Regions from separate parts of the Sus scrofa genome. Here region 1 is linked to region 2. The links are chromatin contacts, called in public Hi-C maps. All regions are on one chromosome and are shown on one strand. The core of a region is the stretch at or near the end of the contact, and the rest is flanking DNA. Distances in the headings are between cores, read along the strand shown.

Region 1 (5,153 bases), core at 2,080-4,579, 190 kb after region 2:
ACTGCCCGGGCAACAGGCATAAACGCAAACTGTCAAAGGCGAGACTATGCTAGATGCCAGAGCAATAATTTTAACACACTGGGCGTTTATGATGCACTGATGCCTTACATGAATTATTTAATAACACCCACATGGTAACATCATGAAGGGTCAGTTCCATCACTATCCTCATTTTTCTGTTAAAGCCACGAGGCTTGTAGACTTTCCGGATGAAATATAGACATCTCTTTTTCATGGCGCCTCCAACATCTCTTTCCTGGCCACTGGCTGCCAGAAATTCACTGACGTGGACGATGAATGAAAACTTTGTACCTTTTATGAAAAACTTATGGGCACAGAAGTTGCTGCTGACGCTCTGGGGGAAGAAGGGAAGGGGGATGTGGTCCGAATCAGTGGTGGGAACGACAAATAAGGTTCCCTATGAAGCAGGGTGTCTGGACCCATGGCCGTGTCCACCTGCTGCTGAGGAAGGGGCATTCTTGTTACCGACCAAGGAGGACTGGAGAAAGAAAGAGCCAGTCTGTTCGGGGTTGTCTTGTGGATGCCAGTCTGAGTGTTCTCAATTTGGTCATCGTAAAAAAGGGGGAGAAGGAGGAGTTTCCGTTGTGGCGCAGCGTAAATGAATCCAACTAGGAACCATGAGGTTGAGGGTTGGATCCCTGGCCCCGCTCAGTGGGTTAAGGATCCAGTGTTGCCGTGAGCTGTGGTGTAGGTCATAGACAGAGCTTGGATCTCACGTTGCTGTGGCTGTGGTGTAGGCTGGGAGTTGCAGCTCTGATTAGACCCCCAGCCTGGGAACCTTCATGTGCTACAGGTATGGCTCTAAAAAAAAGACAAAAGACAAAAAAAGAAAAAAGAAAAAAGAAACCCAGGACCAAAGCACCTAAGACAGCGTCTCGTTACTCCGCATGTTGTGTAACACAAACGTCCCTGTATTGCTCCGAAGAGAAAACGGACTAAGAAAAATAAGGAACAGGCTGTTGAAGATGCTAAACCTTTGCCCAAGAGAATGAAGGAGGCCAAAGAAAAACGTCAGGAACAGATTTGCTGAGAGATGGAGGCTGTCCTCTCAGAGCATCTATGCCTGAGTCTGAGTCCAGTCCAAAATGAGATGTTCTAAGACTAATAATAAATGACATCAAATCTTCAAAAAAAAGAAATATAAGAAGTCTGTTTAATTTCAATCAACAAATTGCTTTTTAGTGTAAGTATGTCCTAGATACTCAGATAAGCAACAAATAATTTTTATTTTTTAATTTTAATTTTAATTTTCTTTTCAGCCACGCCTGCAGCATATGGAAGTTCCCAGGCCAGGGATGGAATCTGAGATGGCAGCTGTGACTTTTGCCATGGCTTTGGCAACACTGGCTCCTTAACCCTCTGTGCCACGGAGGGAACTCTGCACCAAATTGTTGTTAGTATAAGGATATCCCATGCACTATTTGAAAAATATTTATGGGAAAAATTTTTTGTTTATCTGAAATTCACCTTTAACTGGGTGGTTTGTTGTTGTTATTGTTGTTTTTCCTCCAAATCTGGCCCCCCTAGCTTGGAGAGGTTAAGTAATTTACTGCAGATCATTTAGACAGGGAGCTCCTGCTGTGGCACATGGGATTGCTGGTGTCTCTGCAGGGCCAGGAAGCAGGTTCGATCCCCAGCACAGCGGGCTAAAGGATTCTGTGTTGCCACAGCTGTGGCATAGGTGGCAGCTATGGCGCGGCTCTGATCCCTGGCCTGGGAACTCTGTATGCTGCAGGGTAGCCAAAAAAGAAAAAAAAATTTTTTTTTTAAAAAAGAGCTTATAGACAGCAAGGATAAACTGATATTTGAAATTAGAAGGATGCCCAGGCTCTCAGCTGCACGGCTGACCTCTGGTGACCACAACCCACTCCTGGCCAAGCAGCATGACTTTGACTGTGGAGGCAGACGCCTGAGCTATCTAATTACACTGCCTCTTTGAATGATACATGTAGGTCTGGACTGCGTCCTATATGAAGATATGTTTGTCTCTGTTTAGTGACCGTGGCGACCTTCACAGCTTTGAGGGCAGAAAGTTCCACTGGGCCATAGCAAGAACTAGACGCAAAGTTCTTGCCTGAGGTTGGAGCACATCCAGTGTTCCAAAGCCGATGCCAGCTTGCACTTGGGGGCTAAGCAGCCAGTGCGAGGGTGAGAGTGTCACACACAGGGCCCTGCCGTGTGAACCTGTAATTCTTCGATGGAATTCTGCTGGCATCCCAGCAGGGGTCACAGGAGGGGGCACACCGAGGCCTCCAGCAGGGGCTGCTTCTCTGATCCAGGTTGGTGGGCAGCCCCGTCCTGGATGGAGGCCAGTCTGTGGTCCTGAGCGCTGGGCTTGAGCCTGAGCCGCCAAACTCCGGTGTGTTGGGGGACCCTCCTTGTCCACAGACCCTTCTTACAAAGCTACCCTCCAACCCACAGAGGAGGCCCTGGCAGCCATTTGGGAACTTGGTGGCCTGTTTCCGTGTGCCCACAACAGCAGGTGGCAGTGCGAACACCTGAGCAAGGTGGACCATCAGAGCCCATCCTCCCCGGAACTTAGAAAGGGGACCCAAGAAACTAGTTAGTTTCAGATGGTTGCCTGGGGAGGAGATGAAACCTGGGAGCCCGGAGGGTTCTGACGAGGCGGGGGAGGGGGGGAGGAAGGGAAAGGAGGGAGGAGGAGGGAGGAGGAGGGGGGGGAGAAAGAAGGAGGGGGAGGGAGGAGGGGGAGGGAGGGACAAAGTGAGAGCAAAGGGGGAGAAGGAACCGGAGGGGACCCAGTGGGCTCCAAAGCACCTGGGAGCCCAGGCCTGGTGGTCTCCCAGCTCCGGGTCTGGAACCCACTGCCCAGCTGAGCATCACGTTCCAGTTCCGGAGGCTCCTGAAACTTTGCGTGCTCCTGGCAGCCCCTCAGCCTCCCCGTCTGTGCGACACTGGCTCCACCGTCATCCTGGATGACGTCCAGCGGCCCAAGAACCACGGCCCCACCCACCGCATAAGATGCAGAGAAACACCGCGTTATCTTAATTTTCCCAGAAACAGGTTCCTTTGGAGCTGATGTCCCCGGACCTCTCTGCTTAAGTGAATCCTGTTCTCAGAGGCAGGTCAAGTCCACCTCCAGGGCTGTCAAGGTGTCTCAAAGGAGATCGCCCTCTGGCCTGAGCCGGTGGCCTCGTGAGCCTTTCTCTGCAGCCAGGGCCTCTGTTACCTCCCCTCCTGGGGGCATGTCGGCCGTGCCGGCCTTCCCGAGTGTCCCCTGGGGGACTCAGGGTCTGTTGTCCTAGAGGATGGGGTGGCTAGGTGACTGTGCCTCTCTCTGTGGTCTGTCGCCCTCTAGTGGCCGGTAGTGAAACTGTGCCCAGTGCACAGAGCATTCTCTTGGGCAGTGAAGCAGCATCCAGGGACCCCCAGGAGATCAGGGGATACCTGGGATGAGCAGGGACTTACAGCTGCAGTCGGACAAGCAAGCCGCAGTTAGGAGGCTGGCCGTAGCAGACACAGCATTGGCTTGATGCCCCAACGCCCTGCCGTGGACTGCGTGCAGTGCCATTTCTTCTCGTGACCTTGCTCCTCAGGCCACCGTGGACTGGCCTGGAGCTGGACACACACTCAGATGGGTCAATGAGTATCTATCCTGGAGTGGTGGACACGAGGCCTGAAGGATACAGGTCTTTTTCCAGAGCTGGAGGTAAATGCTGGTGGACTGTAGCTTTTTTTTTTATTTTTATTTTTTGACTATGGCTTTTGATCAAAGGGCACCAGCAGGAGCGCCATCCACATGTCTTGAGGGGTGGGGTGGGGGCGGGTAGAAGCAGGAAGGGGTGCAGGTGTCGGCTTGGATGGACCTGAAGCCCAGCCCTCGGTCGTTGACGTCCAGGAGGCACTTTGGGTTTTTAGCACAAACTGCTCATTTTTCTGAGAGGATGCATGCACACTGGACTTCGGACACCTGCAGCCGACCAAACTTGGACAAGTGCACATTCAAAGTTGACCATCAGTGAGTGCCAGGCAGGGCAGCCTGTGCTGCACCATCAGGGAGCCGAGGCGCCTCCAGCCCCCTGGACAAACTTGTGAGGAACCTGCCCAGCCGTGGATGGATGGAGAAGCAGAGGTCTGCCCAGTTGTGGGGTGACCTGAGAGGCACTGGTAGCCACCCACCTCTCCCTCCTGCATGTCTACCCTTAGTACCAGTCCCAGCGCCTGGGTTCTCCCAGTGCGGACGCATCATCCAGGTCTCCCCCCGCTCCCTGATACAAGTGCTCATGGGGGGGGTCAAGCCAGAAGCCCCCAGTCCTCACCACCAGTAGGCTGTGTGCTTACACTTTTGGGATTTTATTTAATTTTTTGGCTTTTTAGGGCTGCACCTGTGGCATATGGAAGTTTCCAGGCTAGGGGTTGAATCAGAGCTGCAGCTGCCGGCCTACACCACAGCCACAGCAACGCCGGATCCCAGCCACATCTGTGACCTATGTCACAGCTTGTGGCAATGCCAGATCCTTAACCCCCTGAGAAAGGCCAGGGATCGAACCCACATCCATAAGGATACTATATCAGGTTCTTAACCCACTGAGCTACAGTGGGAACTCGGGATTTATTTTTATTACACGCCTTCCCCTTCCACCTGACTGTAAGCTCCGTGCAGGCAGAAACCACATCTGTTTTATGTCCCTGGAGCACAAAAAGCAGTCCCTGTACAGGCAATAGGGGCTCTAGGTGTGTGAGTCCATGAACAGGTACAGGGACTGCCTGGATGGTAAATGATAAAATTCTGGAGATGACTTCACCTGTTTGAGGCTTCACCTGGGCCAGTTCGGGCACAGACTAGACACCAGACTCTGCCAGCAGGCTGCCTCAGCTTAGGGTCAGCCTGGCCTAATTCCCTTGCTGGTCTCCATCAGGCTGTAACTGACGAACCTTAACTGATCTGGGGTGACGGAACAGGAAATACACATGCATTTCCTGCGTATGTAATAGGCACAAATTCGCTTCCCATCGCCTCACACAGGGCCGCTCATTGTCCCTAAAATATGTTCCTATGAATATATAGAATACATGGAACCATCCATCTGGCTTGGTTTTGATGTGTATTTTCCAGCACATGGAAAGTGCTGGTGTGCTCCGGCTTTGAAAGCGAGTCAGCTGGCCGAAGC
Region 2 (5,231 bases), core at 106-2,605:
GCTGAATGTTCTAAACTTCTAATCACCTGAATGGCTTTCTCGGCAATCCGCGCCCATCCTGAAGCCATCCAGACACCCCCCCCCCGCCCCGCCCCCGACTCCTCAAGAGCCAACTCAGGATCGGAAGGGGCTCCTTTCGAATAACGCAGACCCTCTGATCACTCAGGGAACCCCAAGGGTTTTAGGAGCTCTGTGTCAGGACTTGGAGACAAAGCCCAGATGTATTTCATACTATACCCCAGCACCCATTGAAGTATCCAGTCTGATGAATTCTGACAAATGCGGGTCTTCATGTAACCAACACCCTAGGAAGATTTGAAACATTTCCATCACCTGCTCAAGGTCGCTGGTGCCCCCTGGTGGCTCATTCTCTCCCTCCTTTCTGCCCCATCCCCAGGCAACCATTACTCCGCTTTCTGACACCATGGATTTCCCTTTCTAGAACTTCATTTAAATGCATACAACAACTCTTTACTCTTTTCTTGGTCTGGCTTTTTTCTCTCCTCGCACTGCTTCGGACATTCATCCACGTGGGCGCTGGAATGACTAGTGTGTAACTTTCCATCGCTGAGTATGAGATTGCCAGAGTTTGTGCATACATCTGTTGATAGACATTTGAGTCATTTCCAGTTTCTGGCTATCTAAAGTAAAGCTGCCACGAACATTTATGGACAAGTCTATCTGTACACAAATGTTTTTTTCCTTGAGTAAATACCACGGAGGGGTGTTTCGATTGTAGGGTTTTAAGGACAGAATACACCTGTCATTCACCTTTGTGATGGTGCCTTGAGCCAAGCCGTTCCCCTTTCTTGGTCAGAAAGGGGAACTAATACTTAAGGAATGTTTGCTATGTGCCAGATACGCTTTAAAGGATTTTCCATTGACTGTCTTATTTAACCCTTCTAGTGACTGTAAAACTTAAGCGTTATTTTTATAGAATTTTATTTCCAGTGGGGGAAATAGAGGCTCAGAAAAGTTAGGTGGCCTGCCTAGGAGGCCACCGGCAGGAAGCTGTCGAAAAGATCCAAACCCTCTGTTTGACTTCAAAGGGCAGGTTTATTTGTTTCTGCTATTTTTGGTTCCTCCTCAAATAGCAAAGGCAGTTAAATTTGTGAGAGAATCCTGAAATTCTCCAGAAAGCCTCTGTGGGATCAGGAGAGACACTGGGGCCGCCAAAGCAGGTCAGATCCTGTTGTGAAGATGCCTAAAGGGGAGCCTGTAATCCTGGGACACAAACCATTTTGTTGTATCATTTATGGGTAAAATTAAGAGTGTCAGAATTCCTGCTGTGGTAGGTGGGTTAAGGATCTGGCATTGCCACAGCTGTGGCACAGGTCAAAGCTCAGATTCGATTCCAGGCCTGGAAACTCCCATGTGCCATGGGTGAGGTTGAAAAAGCAGAAAAAAAAAAAAATCATCAACTGGGTTTAAAACATTTACCTGCATTGCCCATGTTATCAACATTTGGCTATGAAACTAATTCTCCATTGCCACCTTTTGGAAATTTAGACTAACTATCAGGCTTTTCATGCGCTGATTCACAAGGAGCCACACTTCCACCATGTTTCTTGGCTACGCTGTATCCTGGAGCCTTTTTCTTGAGCTGGGGAAATCTCTGGGGGAAATAAAGAGAGCTTTGTGGAAGCCAGTGTTCAAGACTTTATATCCATTCATCTCCTTCAATTGAGCGTGAGATAGAGGAGAGTGGTCACTGCAGAGTCCGTGTGGCACATGGGGCCGTGATAAGGATGGAGTGGGCTGGAAGTGGTGAAACTGACAATATTAACGGCCTGAACCCAGCCAGACCCAGACTGGGACTTGAACCCGTGGTTTTAAATGAGAATCCCTCACCCCATGTCTGGACTCACTGAAGTTCAGTTCTTCAAGACTCTGCGCAGAAGCAATTCAGCGAGAGACAAGGTGATAGGCAAGAAGCAGATTTATTAGGATAGGACGCTTGTGAGACATGCAAGCGGGCAGGCACGGAAGCTCTGCCCCGAGGATCTGGTGGGCTACAGTTTTCTCCTCCAAGGGGAGCGGGAGTTGGAAAAGACCGCCTCTTCATTTCTGGGAGCAGTAGCTCCTCCTTGGTATCTGGTAAGGTGTGTATTCAAATCCGCAGAAGGGTGGTCCTCAAACTCCTGCCCTAGGTCTGAATATGAATGCAGGTCCCATCCCATCCCCACCCAATGACCTGAGGCAATTCTCAAGGCTGCATTAATGAAGCAAAACTGCCTTGTTCTGATGGCTTTTTTGAGCAATTTATTTACTTAGAGCGGTCTTCCAATGTCTCCTAAGTTATGGGGACTTCTAAAATGACCTGTGTCTACTCCATCTCTATCAGTGGGGCTGACCCCCCTGGAACACACTGGTCTGCTCATATTGATGAACAAAATGTTGAAATCCTTCTGTGGCAATAGGTAAACAGCATTGTGTCCTGACTCTTCTTCTGGTCCCACAGTCCAGCAACTAAAGGGTTAGCACCCATCTCTGCAGGGGGCCCCCAGGACCCCGTTCCAGTGCTTTGGCCACTGTCTGTTCCCACTGGGGGGCCCCCATGACATGAAACGGTAAAAGGGTTTGAACATAACTCCTGGCAAAAAGTTAGGCTTAAAATAGAAATGTTAAGGCCTTGGGTCAATCATATTCTTACCCTATTTTTCTTTTCTTTTTTTTCAGAATTCTTTTCTTTATTATCTCTCATTTACCATGTCCTCCACTCTGTCCTTCCTTCACTCCTGTCTTGTGTTGTGTATTTTTTCTGCAGGTTGGTCACACTGTGATCAGTTGAAATTTGTCTTCCCCCAGCAGCTTCTTTGAGCAAAAGGGGGAAATGAAGATGTGACTCTAGATCTTGGCTTGATTCACTTGATAAATCAACTTGTGAACTTGGGGCAAGTTTGCTTATGTCTCAGAGCCTCCTTTACCTCGGCTGGAAAATGGGAATCTTGTCTGTATCAGGTAGGGGTCCTTCTGTTGCAAATGTTAGCAAACTCATGCCAAACAGAATGTACTGGCTCCCATAAGTTGAAAGGCTGGGGGTTCCCATTTTAGGCATATTTCAATTCAGGACTCAAAGGCCATCCTAGGACTCAATTCCTCCCCCTCTCCTTTGATTCTTCAGGTTCTTTTTAGTTAGCGTAGAGTTGATTTACAGTTTTATGTCAATTTCTGCTGCACAGCCTAGTGATCTGGTCATATATTTATATACATTCTTTTTCTCATATTGTCTTCCATCATGTTCTATCCAAAGAGATTAGACACAATTCCATGTGCTGTACAGCAGGACCTCAATGCTTATCCATTCTACCTTTCTTTTTTTTTTCCTTATTTTTATTTTATTATTATTTTAAATTGTAATCAATTGTTATTTCCCCAATGCATTGTTTTTCTACTGGACAGCATGGTGACCCAGTTACACATACATGTATACATTCTTTTTTCTCACATTCTCATGCTCCATCATAAGTGACTAGACAGAGTTCCCAGTGCTACACAGCAGGATCTCATTGCTAATCCATTCCAAAGGCAATAGTCTGCATCAATTAACCCCAACTCCCAATCCATCCCACTCCCTTCCCCTCTCCCTTGGTAACCACAAGTCTATTCTCCAAGTCCATGATTGCTTATCCATTCTAAATGCAATAGTTTGCATCTACGAACCCAAAACTCCCCATTCATCCTACTTCCTTCCCCTCCCCTATCCTATTTTTTAGTATCAAAAAACCAACAACCCATTATTTTATCCCTTCATGATTCATACATATATTTTAGGCATAAACAATCAGTTAAAGTCTATTCCCAAGTTTCTCTGGCTGTGCCAAAACACAGCAGACGTTATAATATAGCAGTTAGAAGCATGGATTTGAGGCTCACACAGCTTCACCTTTTAAAAATTTGCGGCCACGCCCATGGCATTCGGAAGTTCCCGGGCCAGGGATCAAACTAGCACCACAGCAGTAACAATACCAGATCCTTAACCCTTTGCACCACAAGGAAACTCCAGACAGCCTCACTTTTGATTCGAGGTTCTGCTACTTCCCAGCCTGTGTGATCTCTGGTGAGTTATGATGAGTCACACAACTCTCTGCAACAGGTAGGAAGTAGACATATCTGTCGAGTGGACATGGTGATGCCTACTTCCTAGCTGTTGCTAGGGCGAAATGAGATAATGGGTACAGAGACCTCACACCAAGTGCTCCCCGTGTATTTCTGCTGAATTCTCGTGGAGTCATTCAGCTTCTTTAAGACACCGAGGAGGCTGTAGCTGTGAATTCCAAAAGAGCATCTATTGATTCAGACTTGACTTTGTCGAGGTTGATTTCAGCTCCATGCTTTTTTTTTAAAGGGTATATGGAAGTTCCCAAGGTAGGGGTCAAATTCTAGCTACAGCTGCCAGCCTACACTGCCACAGCCACATCAATGTCAGATCCAAGCCACATCTGCAACCTACACTACAGTTCAGGGCAACGCTGGATCCTTGACCCACTGAGTGAGGCCAGAGATCCAACCTGCATCCTCATGGATACTAGTCAGATTCATTTCCACTGCACCACAACGGGAACTTCCCCATGCTTGTCTGTCTTTATTTTATGGTCAGAGATTCTTTCCCTGAGGATTAATTGATTTAAAATAGTAGAAGCTTGGAGTTCCCATTGTGTCTCAGCAGAAACGAATCAGACTAGCATCCATGAGGACACAGGTTCGATCCTTGGCCTTGCTCAGTGGGTTAAGGATCCGGCATTGCCGTGAGCTGTGGTGTAGGTTACAGATGTGGCTTGGATCTGGCATTGCTGTGGCTGTGGTGTAGGCCAGTGGCTATAGCTCTGATTCGACCCCTAGCCTGGGAACCTCCATATGCCAAGAGTGTGGCCCTAAAAAGCAAAATAAAATAAAATAAAATAGTAGAAGATAAAGAGAATATGAGAAAACAGGCCTTACAAATGAGAAACAACCTGAAGGCTTGGGTTTTGCACCTGGGTCTTTACTCTTTTTGGCTATTGAGCTGGGGGAAAGAGGTGATCTTTGTGGGCCTGGCACCTAAAATCAACAGAAGCCCAAGAACCGTGGTTTCTCTGGGAAGAAAGCCTGCACATTCCTTGGGGAATGACTCCTTGATGTTCAGTCATTAATGCTGAATATCAAGATTCCCATTCTTTTCCTCCATAAGGTTATGTTTCTGAATCGAAATGACAGGCACTGTCTTAAGGGCAAAAGCCAGAGCAGCTTTC

What was found. Hi-C and Micro-C count contacts between places; a contact is called where the count stands out from the background.
Region 1: a Hi-C map of omental adipose tissue shows a contact between it and region 2, with 2.9 times the contacts expected there. The contact joins two enhancer-like sites. A contact is called at or near these places in 18 of 47 Hi-C or Micro-C datasets (alveolar macrophages, blood, embryonic fibroblasts and 11 more) and 1 of 2 datasets of contacts at active chromatin or transcription factors (skeletal muscle).

Annotation. Positions count from the first base shown.
Region 1 is chr13:203,302,397-203,307,549 of Sscrofa11.1, forward strand. It overlaps the pseudogene LOC100516646. Among named protein-coding and RNA genes, the nearest start is that of IGSF5, 20 kb to the right of the region's middle. Within about 2 kb of position 3,330, at least 6 of the 83 cell types and tissues checked have an H3K27ac peak or open chromatin away from gene starts, as enhancers often do. A contact at or near this core is called in omental adipose tissue, where this site is marked.
Region 2 is chr13:203,115,201-203,120,431 of Sscrofa11.1, forward strand. No RefSeq gene overlaps it. Among named protein-coding and RNA genes, the nearest start is that of SH3BGR, 71 kb to the left of the region's middle. Within about 2 kb of position 1,356, at least 7 of the 83 cell types and tissues checked have an H3K27ac peak or open chromatin away from gene starts, as enhancers often do. A contact at or near this core is called in omental adipose tissue, where this site is marked.